Linked DNA regions of Mus musculus: region 1 is linked to region 2. The links are chromatin contacts, called in public Hi-C maps. All regions are on one chromosome and are shown on one strand. The core of a region is the stretch at or near the end of the contact, and the rest is flanking DNA. Distances in the headings are between cores, read along the strand shown.

Region 1 (6,461 bases), core at 650-3,149, 50 kb after region 2:
GCAGTAAGGAGGTCAGCTTTGTGGACATCACACAGCAGCTTCTAATGATACAACTTAAAACTCCGCAGGGTGGCTCAGCTAGCCTTCCCTCTGGCCTCTGTGTTAGACTCCACATCTGACGATCCCTAGACTTCTTCCAAGCCCAACATTCCTTCCCCACTGTGGCCTCTGCAGACCAGAGTGCAAGCAGGCAAGGCGCGTCACTTACTGTATAGCTTCAGTAAGTTGTAGTACATCTGGTCTCTGTCACACTCAAACAGCTTCTCAGTCAGCTCTACCAACTTCTCAAGAGCTTCAACCTTAAAAAGACCATCAGATTGGTTACACCCTGTAAGCGTATTTCACAGTTACACAAGCAGCGAATGACCCACTGAGTGAGCGTCGCCAGAGGAGGGGTTAACTTTACCAAGAGACTCAGGGTCAGGCACAGCAGCCTACTTAATCCACAGAGCTGCACGCGGACAAGTGGTTAGAACAACAGGTCATCTGTGCACTGAGAATGAATGATGGAGGGAGCCGAGAGAAGGCCCCTTCCTGACAGCACACGCCTCTCACTCTTCACACAACATGCGCACGGCCAGCTTGCTCACACTAGCAGAGGAAGGGCAGGTGAAAACTTCCAGGGCCCAGACCAGCACTCTTAGGACTTCTAATGTCCCCTGGGGCCATAAAGCAGGAGGGCACTTATTTGGAGAAGCACTGAGGGAACACGGCGTCCACAAGGGCCGCTCGTCAACTCCCCGAAGGCTTCAGATACTCACTCACACGTTCCTGAGTGTTAGTGCTTCAGACATCAGAAATCAAATACCAACCTGATTACTGGCAATGCATCGATCACAAAACCACTGGAGTCTTGTAGGCCGAGCTCTAATGCCTGGAGTCTATAAGACAGAACCACCACACGACATGTAAGACTCGGCTCAGTTCCCCCTCGAGGTAGTATATTCCCTCTAATGAATTCACTGCCACACATATTTGCTAAAAAAAAAAAAAAAAAAAAAAACCCAAAAACCCAACAAAAAAACAACTAACCCAAAAGCCCTTACAACGTAACCCCAGTTACCACAGGCATTTAAGGAGGTGAGCCCCAAGCACCCAACAGACCATTCACCACTTATCTAGAAGATTTTGCTGATTCCAACCTGCTGCTTCGTAGCTCAACAGTCATTCTATAATCTTTTTGTTTTATGGTCTTTTGTTTTTTTGTTTTAGTACTGGGAATTAAATGCAGGGCCTTACATGTCATTCCAAAAAAAAAAAAAATCTTTAAGTAATAAAATGACTGCACTTTATTTATTTCAGGAAGAATAACTAAATCAAGCCCAGAATATGTAAAGATAAACTCATCCCTGCACATGCATGCTCATCCCACAACACATGACCAAGTGCCCCGCCTTCCACCCATTCACTACAACATCCCAATAGACTCAGTAGATACGACTTACTAATTTGTCAAGTAGAATCATAAACAAATCTTAATCTTAATAAAAACCAGCAGCTTTCAATTTTAGAAGAAACAAACTTTGATAATAGTACTCTGCCTAAATTAATGAGGCTCAATTGAAGGGAAAGAAGAGTGATTTACCAATCACTGGATGTGTTGCTTAGTATCTAAAATCAGAAATACTTAACATTAGTTTAGTCTCGATTCATTTTAATAGTTGAGATGCATGTTAGTTATATGGTCAATCAGAAATTCTAAAGGTTTAGTCAATAACTCTGGCTTCAAGCACATGTTTCACAATGTTGGATACTGGAATAAAAGACAAACCATTTCAACATAATTCCAAGGATTTGTACCTGTTATGATAGCATTTGCATCATCTGTAAGAGGTTTCACCATGGAACACTACACTTCAACCACAGCATCACGATAAGACAAGTACATACTCATCTGCGCTGGCTGCAGGCCAGGTCAGAGGATGTTCCCGGCCTGCTCGTCACTGCTGCGCATGAGGCCAGGTGTCCCCAGAGTGCCGGGGCTTATGTATAAGCTCCAGGAAGTCTGGTATTTTCAGAGGTGGGGTATTGCTATGTTGCCTTGGTTGACCTCCAACGCCCAGGCTCAATCGGTCCTCCTACCTCAGCTGTACCATACAGTAGCTGGACTACAGGAGTGCTCCACTACACTCTGCGCCCCAGTAAGTCTAGTTAAAAACAAACACACTGCACAATGTTAATGAAGAGAGTACCACCTTTTAGCTTGGGTAGCAAGACAGAAAACTGTAGAGTTTAAATTGTGAGCACTCATTTTAACCATGCAAGTATCTATATTCTGGGGTATAAAATCATATGCAGAGTAAATTGATCTTATCTTAAAATACACTAGATGTTAACCTCTGCATCTAGACTATATCCAAGGATTCCCTCATATCTACCTTGCCACATACATCATAGTGGGTATGAAATCAACATCAATGTATATAGAGAGCCCTTGAAAAAGAACAAATAATCCTCTTTAGAACACGGCAAAATCCAAGAGCTACATTTACTTACAACTTCCAGTGTTATTACAGATCCAAATCCATAAGACCTGAACAGCACAGCTCCACGGTAACTCTTCCTGTTTGGGGCTGATTAATCCTCGTTGCTGGCAGGACAGCTGACTTATACACCAGGTCTCCCCTATGCTTCATTTTGAAATTGAGAACTGTTTTCATATATAAATCTCAATCATCAAAAGAACATCTAGGTCAGATTAACTAAATCTCCTAGGCCGCTGGGATGGCGATGCTCTGGCTTACCTCTGAGCATCTTACTGAATTTTAAACACTGCAGTTGAAAGCAGCAATAAAAAAATGCAATAGAAACACATCAAAGGCCAGCTAATGCACATCAAAATAACAAGGTAACTTCTAGTTCTTTCTCATTTTCCTTACATATAATTTATTTAATGGGCAGAAAGGCTAAATAGTTAGAATGACTGCCATGTTTGTTTCTGCCCAAGTTACTGCATTGCAGAGCACAGCTTTCTGCAGTTCTAATACAATACTTAGCTCAAGTGCATAGGCAGAAAGTTAAAATATTTTCATTACTCTATAACTTCATTCCATAACTTTATGGGCTCAATTAACATCTATGTATATTAATAAAGATAAATATAAAATGATTTCCAAGAGAAAGGACATGAAAATGTCTCTACTGTGTTCCAACCCTTACTTTATAGAAACTTAAATTTGACTCAAACAGTAAAATTTTCCTTTCTTGCCAATACTAATGGAACGGTGGGAAAACAAACAAACAAACCGCAATGTCAATAAACCACACTCCATTCGAGAGTGCAATAGAAAGCAAAAGATGTGCACCAGGTTCTCCTAGAGGCTATTTCACCTCCGTATCCCTCCAGGTGGGCTGGGCACAGGGGACAGCGGCACCACATCACTCAGTGAGTCCCTTAGCATTGATCCCTTTCTCTAGAACCTTCAGAGATGCATGTAAAGATCAAGTATAGAAAAGAGCAAAATGCTGCTGAGCAAGTCAAATGGACAGTCTATTATCAACAGCAGCGGTCCTTTTCACAGGGGTTAATGGAAGTCAACACTAAAGGTAACTTCCAACTACATGTCAGGGGAACAGACATACATCTGAGAGCCAGATACAACACCACCTTAGCACAGTGCATACAGAATTGAACTCTGACCCTAATTAAGGAAGGCAAGGGGATACAATTTTATGTTCGTCAAGTAGACAACAAACAGTAACAAGATTCCAAAGTTCTAGTGTTAACCTTGACACCATCAAAATGAGAGTCTCCCCCTGCACAGGATAGTACACTGACCTTGAAGAGGGGGACACAAAGTAAGAGAAGGTTGCTTTGATAATTTGGTGGTAAGTGGTGTCTAGAGAGCGTGGAGATGGGGGCCATACTGAAGATGGCCCAGGAAATGGGAACTGTCCTGATTGCAAACGTCATGGCTGCCAGGCCCTGACTCTACAACCTACACCCTGAACCTTAATTTCTTTGCCCTGTTTCTCAGGGTTGTTTGTGAGTCTCATGTGAAGATGTGCCTGACTGTCACTTAAGCATGACAGAGTCCCAGCTATTGTCACACTGTCTAGCTGGTGACACAGGTCTGAGTCTCAGGGAAAGAGGTTAGAGTTAGGTTGAATGCTCACCTGTGACCACAGCTTTGCAGTCTTGACCCATGGTCAAGCAGTGAGTGACAACTGACCACTAGGGCCTTGGGATGAAGTGAAATGGCAGACTTCTTACAGAAACCTTAAGAGCTAGGTAAAATTTCATACCACTAGTCAGCCTTCCTTACTTCTACATGTCATCTCTTCCTGAATTTAATTTACAGTCTTGAAATAAAGTGGATCACATAAAACACATTTTATTTATGCTCTGTAATTATGACTGTATTAGAAGGTAAATGAAGTACTCAAACTCTAAAGGAATGAAGTAACATTTTGTTTTTTCTTTACAGAGAAATACCATCTTATTTGACCATAATTTTAAAATAGCAATTCTAGGCTAAAACCTAGAGACCTGTTTTCTACTCAAATCTCTAGCATATTGAGCCAGAAAGGAGGTGGTGGTGGTGGTGGTGGTGGTGGTGGTGGTGGGGTTTCATCTATACAGACATATCTGTCTCGATTAACTCACTACCAAAAACCACCTAAAGAAAATGGTCCAAAAACCAAGGATGGATGTGAAGACATGAACAAAGGTGACGACTCAAGTCAGAGTGGAAATGCTTCTCGAGGGAGAAATAAACCAGATGCCTTTCATCTAAACAATGGAACAGTGTGGTCATGGGAATTCTTAGAGAAGCCTCTAATGAACTTCACGCAGGGAAATGAGCTGCTGATTCCAGTGAAGCACTAAGTAAGATACATGAGCCCATTAATTCCAGTTATGTACAAATGAAATAAAGCCATTGAATTAAAAGTACAGAAGGGTCACAAAAGTGACTAGATGAGTAAGTATTCGAATTGAGTCTTTACAGTTGACATATTTTAAAATAAGACCTGTAATTTATACTTGGTTCTATATTTGGGGGTTGGGGTGGGGCAGGGTGGGGCTGAGAGTATGACTGAACACTGGAGCAAAGTGTAGAATATACCTCACAGCCTTTACCTTCCTGACAGAGCAAGGAAGTGTTAACCGTTCTCAATGGTGCAGTTCATTCCAGAACGTGCCACGTGCTGGAAGTGGAGTCTGTAGAGAATACACTGCTAGGGGGACGGGAGCCCAGCACAGGGAAGGGCACTGAGCAGGTGTTGACCTGAGAAGCATGGCCTTCCAAGGCTGACATCACACCACTTGTGTTGTTCTACGAGGTACAACCCAGAGGGAGTGCTGTCCTTCCTCAGGGTCTTTGTGCTGTTGACCTGAATTGCTTTATGTTGTCAGTTCCCAATTCATCTTTTACTTCTCCCCTAGACACCAATTCCTTAGGAAGATCCACTCTGAAAAAGCCCTTTTCCACACAATATATTCCTGATAGCAATATATTTTTAAAGGCCTATCTCACTGATGAGACCATAAGACATGATCAGTATTTGTTAAGGAAGGAAAGAGACAAACTGGTCAAGATGAGAAGCGCTTAGATGCTATCAGTCACCTTAGCAAGAAGTTTCAGATGACAGCCAAGGCATGTCTACCAATCACAGGTGTAATATATATAATATATATATTTATATATTATATATAACACATATATATTTATTTATATTATATATATTTATTTATTCTGAGTAAGCCTCTGTTAATTCACATGACCTTTTATGTCATTACTCTTGAGTATTATCAAGAAAAAAGCCCTATGCCCAGGACCCTGAGATCCTCATTAATCTCACGGTCTCAGCTGCCCCGCCCCCATAACCTACCCAGAATCCTTTTGTGTACATCCAGAATCTATTACTCTTTGAATTAGCCCCATCTCCTTATTCTAGCCCCGAGGGTTTCTAACATCTGGAATCAATTTACCCCGCCCAAGAGTCCCTTTCAGAACAAAGCGGGAGCTCCCTTCTTTAAGTACCCTCTATCTACACCCTAAGCTCATCCACGTTTAAACAGCACCATTTGCTCCACACCGCAGGGGGAGGGATGGCGGTCCTATACGCTCAGACCTCCCCATCCCTCAAGCCAGTGAAGACTTTCCTTCTGTAGACAGGAACCTCTCTCTCTCTCTCTCTCTCTCTCTCTCTCTCTCTCTCTCTCTCTCCCTCCCTCCCTCCCTCCCTCCCTCTCCTCTCCCTCACAGATCTGTTCAAGGAGCCTTACTTCAGCTCCTAAGACTCTTCCTACTCCACTCTTTCTCATCCTTTTCCCTTTGAAAAAAACAATTTTCAAAAACTACTCACTGTAAAAACTTAGAAAATATCTAAGCTATGTTAACAACCAGCTCTAGTTCACCCTCCTGACCTGTGTGTAGAAATACAAGTCTGTGTTAAAATACCACACAGCACATAGCATGTGTGTACACACCAGACACTTTACAAACAAAACGGTATAT
Region 2 (5,594 bases), core at 2,057-4,556:
TCTCCTTCTTTAAACCATTTATGCCAAGTGTTTTGCCCACATTGACAAACAGCTAGTACCCAGCCCTCACCACAGACAGCTCTGTCAGGCCTTTGGTCTTGGCTGTCAGTCTCTTGAAGTCTGAGGAATCCACACTCTTGCTCATAAGTCACCTAGTGATTCTTTCCACCATGATTCTTTTCTTACAGTAACCTAATTAGACTAATTAGCAAATTAACTGTTGCTGTTATTATTTCATTTATTCTTCATCTATTGTCATATAGCTGTGCTTGGATGAATGCTCATGGATTTAATCTGAGGCTAGAAATCTGTTTTGTATTGCTATAGGAAAACTCCCGAGACTAGACGCTCAAGGCAGAGAAATCATAGAAGAGAGAGTATGTGTGTGTGTGTGTGTGTGTCTGTCTGTCTGTCTGTCTCTATCTGTGTATGTGTCTGTTAGTCTGTCTATCTCAGTGTGTGTCAGTTTGTGTATCTGTGTGTGTGTGTATATCTGTCTATCTGTGTGTGTCTATCAGTCTGTCTATCTGTGTGTGTGTGTGTGTCTGTGGTGTGTGTGTGGTCTGTGTGTGTTGACCCACAGTCTTGGAGACTTAACATTCAAATGGGCTAGCCTCATGTGTCTGGCCTTCTGGCTGCATGGCACCACGGTAGGTGTCATTGTGAGTCAACAGGTTCCGAGCTGCGGCATGATGAGACAGAAGCCAGAGGGACCCACGTGTCAGCCCTTCTTTCATAGCAACTTTCTCTGGTGAGAACCACTTTGGACACTGCATGAGCTACATTCAGAGGGCTACACCCCGTGGCCCTTCATCCTCCCTAGAGCACCAGGCCTCTCATTTCCACAGGAAGGACAAGCTCCTGTCACAGAGCTTTGGGACTCACTCTCAGCTACACCCAACAGTGTCATACCTGACTCTCCCCACAGCCTTACACTGCCTGTTTCTAAGAGAGCACAAGGCAAGGGGACAGTTAAATGCTGACAGTTTACAAGGGGCTGCTCAGTCAAGAACGGTCTGTGAGTCGAATATGCCAGAATCCTTAAGCAGAGGCATTCAGAATAACCCAGTGTTGCGAACACTGCGGCATGCTACCCAGAGCCCCTCTTCTGGGCCAGTGTACCCCTCCCCAGCTGCTGCAGATAGGAAAATTTACAGCTATAGGTTTTGCAGGGGCAGAGGAGGAAACCCCTCAGAGGATAATGACAGTTAGTGGAAGAACACAAAACAAACATGGAAGTCACATTCAAAGGTTAAAATCTCACCTGGAAAGAATAGTGAGACACGGGGAATACACACAGGTGGGCTCAGCGCAGTGTGTGTGATGCTTAACTCCTGAAGAGAGAGGCCCAAAGAAAGCCTGGTGTGCTTGGTGTGCTCGGTGAGACTATATTAACATGAGGTCTTTTTTAGTGGTATCTGTTCTCAACTGTGTGTCTGATGACCATCATAATGAAAAGACAAGTAGGGTCAGGAATAGAAGTTAAGTCCTGCCTAACAACTCCTTGACAAAAACTTTCCAGATGTGGGAATATCAGTTGAAAGTAGAATTGGGGGCCTTCGAAGGAACTCCACAGGAAGACCAACAGAGTCAACTGACCTGGGCTCTTAGCTCTCCTAGGCCTCCCTGCACCACAGTCAATCAAACAATCAGGAGGGGTGGCCAGGAGAAGGTCAGTGAGCAGAATGCAAAGTGAGAAAGAAAGTAAGGAAGAAAGAAAGAAAGAAACAAAGAAACAAAAGAAAAGAAAGGAAGAAAGGAAGAAAGGAAGGAAAGAAAAGAAAGAAATATAGAAGGAAGAAAGAAAAAAAGGGAGAGAAGGGAGGAAGGGAAAGGAAGGGAAGGAGGAAGGGAGGGAAATACATTTGGGGCTGGGGTGCTGGGGCAGAAGGTTTACTGAGCATGCCCAAGGCTCTGGGTTTGCTCTCTAGCATCACAGTCAATCAAACAAGCAAAGAAGGCACTTACGTGTTAGGCAGGACTTTCCACTCTTTCCAGGGATTTTCCTCAAGATTTCACTTTGGTACTAGGTTCTATTGGCAGCCAGACAAGTCACCAGATTGTATTCAAATGCCAAATGCATGGCTGCCTCTCTACAACTTAAACTTACTTCTTAAACATTGTGCTTAGACAGAGCCAAAGCCTCCCAGAGCCTGCCTTAGAAGTACAGGAGCCCCGGCCCCCCCAGGCACTTACCTGAGCTGCCTAAGATGCACATAATCTGGCCACTCTCGATGTACAAGGAGACATCTTTGAGGATTTGCCTGTCCCACTTCTGCTGGCATGATTTGATGTTCCACCAAGGCCCGACACGGTTGCTTTAAAGGAAATCCCACAAGGGCAAAGGCAGAGTAGGGTCCTGGAAGGTGCCAGACCCCTGCTCCCAGCCCTACCCCATCCCAGTTGCCCCTGGACAGGTTGACAACTCTGTTTTAGCCTTATGTACCACTCTGTTGTCCTTGGAGGTATAATGACAAGTTGGCCACCACCCAAGGAGCATGCCTCCCATTAGCTGCTCTGATTACTGGGTCTCTGACTGGGAGATGGTACACCTGCACACTGCTTTCTTCTTGAAGTGAACCCTGCATTCCTTCAGCAGTGTTCATTCCATTTTGTGCCCCCAGCACCCCCACTCTCCGAGCCTTCTCCATCTACACAGGACAGGTGGTGGGCGAGTCAAGGAAGGGGAGAGCAGAAATCAGTGAGAAGCAGCAAGCGGCTTCAGGCAGGGCATGTTTTAATGTCCAGGCTCTGCCCTGCGCAGGAGGAGGAGGAGGAACGACTCACTGTTGTTACAGACTGTCCACTTTCACCCTGATCTGCTGGACAGACAACCCAAAGCCCACAGGCCCACCCACCCATTCAGAAAAGGCAATCAGAGAGCCTAGCTTTTTGCTGTGGAGGTCCCCTTACCTGACGCTGTAGGACACATGCAGGACACCTAAGCTGTGCCGAGCCTCTGTGCCCGTGACCGAACCTTGCTCCAGGGAGCTCAGAGACCCTCTGTTGATGTGAGGCCCTCTGGCTCCCTCTGGACTCAGAAAGGGCAGCTCACCCATGGCTAGCAGGAAGCAAATGCAAGTGAATTTTCTAGTGGCCTGTCCGGCTCCAGGGCAGCTTTAACTGAGGAGCCAATGGGAGTGCCCTGTCCGATCCTACCCAGCCCTGGAATCCTCGTGAGATAACAGTTCACCAATTTGGCCAACGATGCCATTATCTGATGTACCTTTAGCCAGAGTGTCCTTATCTCGACAATAGGCAGAACACACGGTGTGTTTATAGGAGTGTTTGCCAGAGAGGAATGCTGGGAGAAAGGCTGGCACAGAGGAGGGCTCAGGTGCCCCAGCTCTAAGGAGCAAAGACAGAGAGAGCCCAACAGCAGGGGAGGCCACACAAAGGGCACAAACAGCACTGGTCATGGCTGAGAAAACCAAAGAAGAGACCCAGCTGTGGAATGGGACTGTACTTCAGGATGCTTCGGTGAGTGAGCTCTGCCAGGGGGGAGGCAGTGTCAGACTGACTTTTCTTTCCTACCACAGGATTAGTCCTAATGTACCACCTGGACTTCAAGTAGAATGGAAATGGGGCGGCAGGGCCCTGTCTCCTCAGTGTTGATGGTCTGAGGGGAACAGTCTCAGGAGCCAGGAGACCTCTGAGGTCACTTCCCCACGACAGCACGCTCCTGTGAATGACCGGGATTGATGTTTTCCAAATGACATTCCATCACAGAGCGTTGACCCATGTGACTGTCAGACCAAGAATCTCAGTGGTAGTCAAGAGACAGCGGGGAGGTAACAACAGATCGCTACGCTTGCCATACTTATGTAGTAAGTTAGTCCTTGGCATTGTTTGGTGAGAACCAGAGGAAAGAGAAGGCCAGGGGGAAGCCTAAAGGTCTCTGTGTGAGGCTGAGAAGCTGCAGGGACAGACAGACCAATAGACAGAGAGACAGAGAGAAAGGGCAGGTGTCAGGAACAAATGCCAAGGAGGGGTTGAGGCATCTCGCTACCTTGTAGAGTTGAGGCTCTGCTTAGAGAAACCTCACTGAAAGGGCAGGGCTCACGGCTGGGAAGTCAGGTCATAAATCCCTCTGAGGGCCACTTTCCTCTTTCTCCTCTTCCCTCTTCCTTCTTCCTTCCTCCTCCTCTGCCCCCCCACTTCTCCCCCCCCCCTGTGTGTAACAGGAGGTTGAACCAAGTGTTCTACAACTGAGCCATTCCCCCAGCCCACGATTTATTTTTTTCTCTTATTACAAGAAAATATTTCTATGGCTACACATTGGTTTCAGGCAGTTTACAAATACACTGGCTGTGATAGTGATCGCTTGTTTGGGAGCGTCAGAATTGTGTGCTTGCAGTCTTATGGTCTGGGAGGGAGGCAGAGTGGACAGAGAGCAGCGAGGTGGCCAGGAAGTGGAGCTCCTAGGCCTCCTTCCTCATTAACCGGAGAAACATTTGCTTGATAAATGGCCTTTGACTCGAGTTGTGGGCAGGATTTGAAGCAGAAGGCAGTATGGGAAGACAGAGCAAAGACGACCTCCCCCTCCCCCCAGCTTCTACACCCGGCCCACTTTTCTGGAGACAAAGACCAGAACAGGATGGCCACATTCAACAGGGACGCCTCAGTCCCCTGTTCTAGGGGAGACAGGATTGCCTGAGATTGACCAATCCTACTACCACAGCAACAGGCAACTCTGCTGTCAGAATCCCCATGAGGCAGACGTCTATGGGGAAATAACTCCTTCTACGTCTTTGATGCTCCCTTCCTGAGTAGGATATAAAATCAGTGGTGGGTGTGGGGGCTTTTGCCCTTCAGATTACAGCTAAAAAGGCAATGAGCTGTCAGAATTCTATATTCAAAAGTGTGCCTAGGTCCTGCCACCTACAAGTTCCTTCTGTGAGGTCCCACTGTTGTAGGTGCCCTGTGATGGCCCGCCACTGACAACTGCAGGGCTTGGGGTGGGGGGGAGACAATGACACTGATATGCCCTGTGCCTCCGTTCTTAAAAGCTGTCAGTCAAGCTAAAAACTGCCCAGTGGTTTCCAGCCTCTCATCTCTGTATGCAAATTTAGAAAACTGAGCATTTCTTGCGGAGCTGGCTGGCTTCTGCTCCATGCCGTGGCCATCCATCTCCTCCTCTGCCCACCCAGCATCTCACTCTACAAAGAACTCACATAGCGGCCACACCGTCTTTCTACTCATATTCGAGTCAGGTCTTCACAGAGACCGGCACTACCCATACTCAGTGATGGCCTGGAAGGAGGGAGGAGATCAGGGCTATCTCACAGGGAATTCTGGCACTGAGTACCAGGGCGCCAGGACCCATGGTCTACAGCTCCTCGCACTGCAGACAGGGATAGGAAAGCCTGGACTCTAAGCAGAGGCAGATGAGATGGTGTCTGCAGGGGTCAACAGAGGGCCAGGTATGTGCCTTGGGCCAAAGACTTACCATATATGTCCCCACCAGGCACCACTGTTTTCTGCACATTTCTCCCTTTTTGTGCCCTCTGGATTTTCCCATGTGTCTGTGCTTCTGACTCAGGAATGTAACCAGAAGTTAATACAAGGAGACGTTACATTGTAGCCCAGCAGGA

The links. A called contact is a pair of places that touch in the nucleus more often than the background predicts.
Region 1: a Hi-C map of liver shows a contact between it and region 2, with 1.9 times the contacts expected there. The contact joins the enhancer-like site here to the promoter of Abcg8 in region 2. A contact is called at or near these places in 1 of 39 promoter capture datasets (macrophages), 3 of 484 Hi-C or Micro-C datasets (all in liver), 1 of 115 datasets of contacts at active chromatin or transcription factors (embryonic stem cells) and 2 of 9 other capture datasets (adipose tissue and pancreatic islet).

The regions. Positions count from the first base shown.
Region 1 is chr17:84,730,937-84,737,397 of GRCm38.p6, forward strand. It overlaps Lrpprc (leucine-rich PPR-motif containing), which reads right to left. Exons shown (of 38, transcript NM_028233.2): 26 at 813-881; 27 at 209-299. Among named protein-coding and RNA genes, the nearest start is that of Abcg8, 51 kb to the left of the region's middle. Within about 2 kb of position 1,900, at least 13 of the 459 cell types and tissues checked have an H3K27ac peak or open chromatin away from gene starts, as enhancers often do. A contact at or near this core is called in liver, where this site is marked.
Region 2 is chr17:84,679,815-84,685,408 of GRCm38.p6, forward strand. It overlaps Abcg8 (ATP binding cassette subfamily G member 8), which reads left to right and starts at 3,307. Exons shown (of 13, transcript NM_026180.3): 1 at 3,307-3,480. The coding sequence starts at 3,418. It overlaps Abcg5 (ATP binding cassette subfamily G member 5), which reads right to left and starts at 3,197. Exons shown (of 13, transcript NM_031884.2): 1 at 2,914-3,197; 2 at 2,197-2,318. The coding sequence starts at 3,059.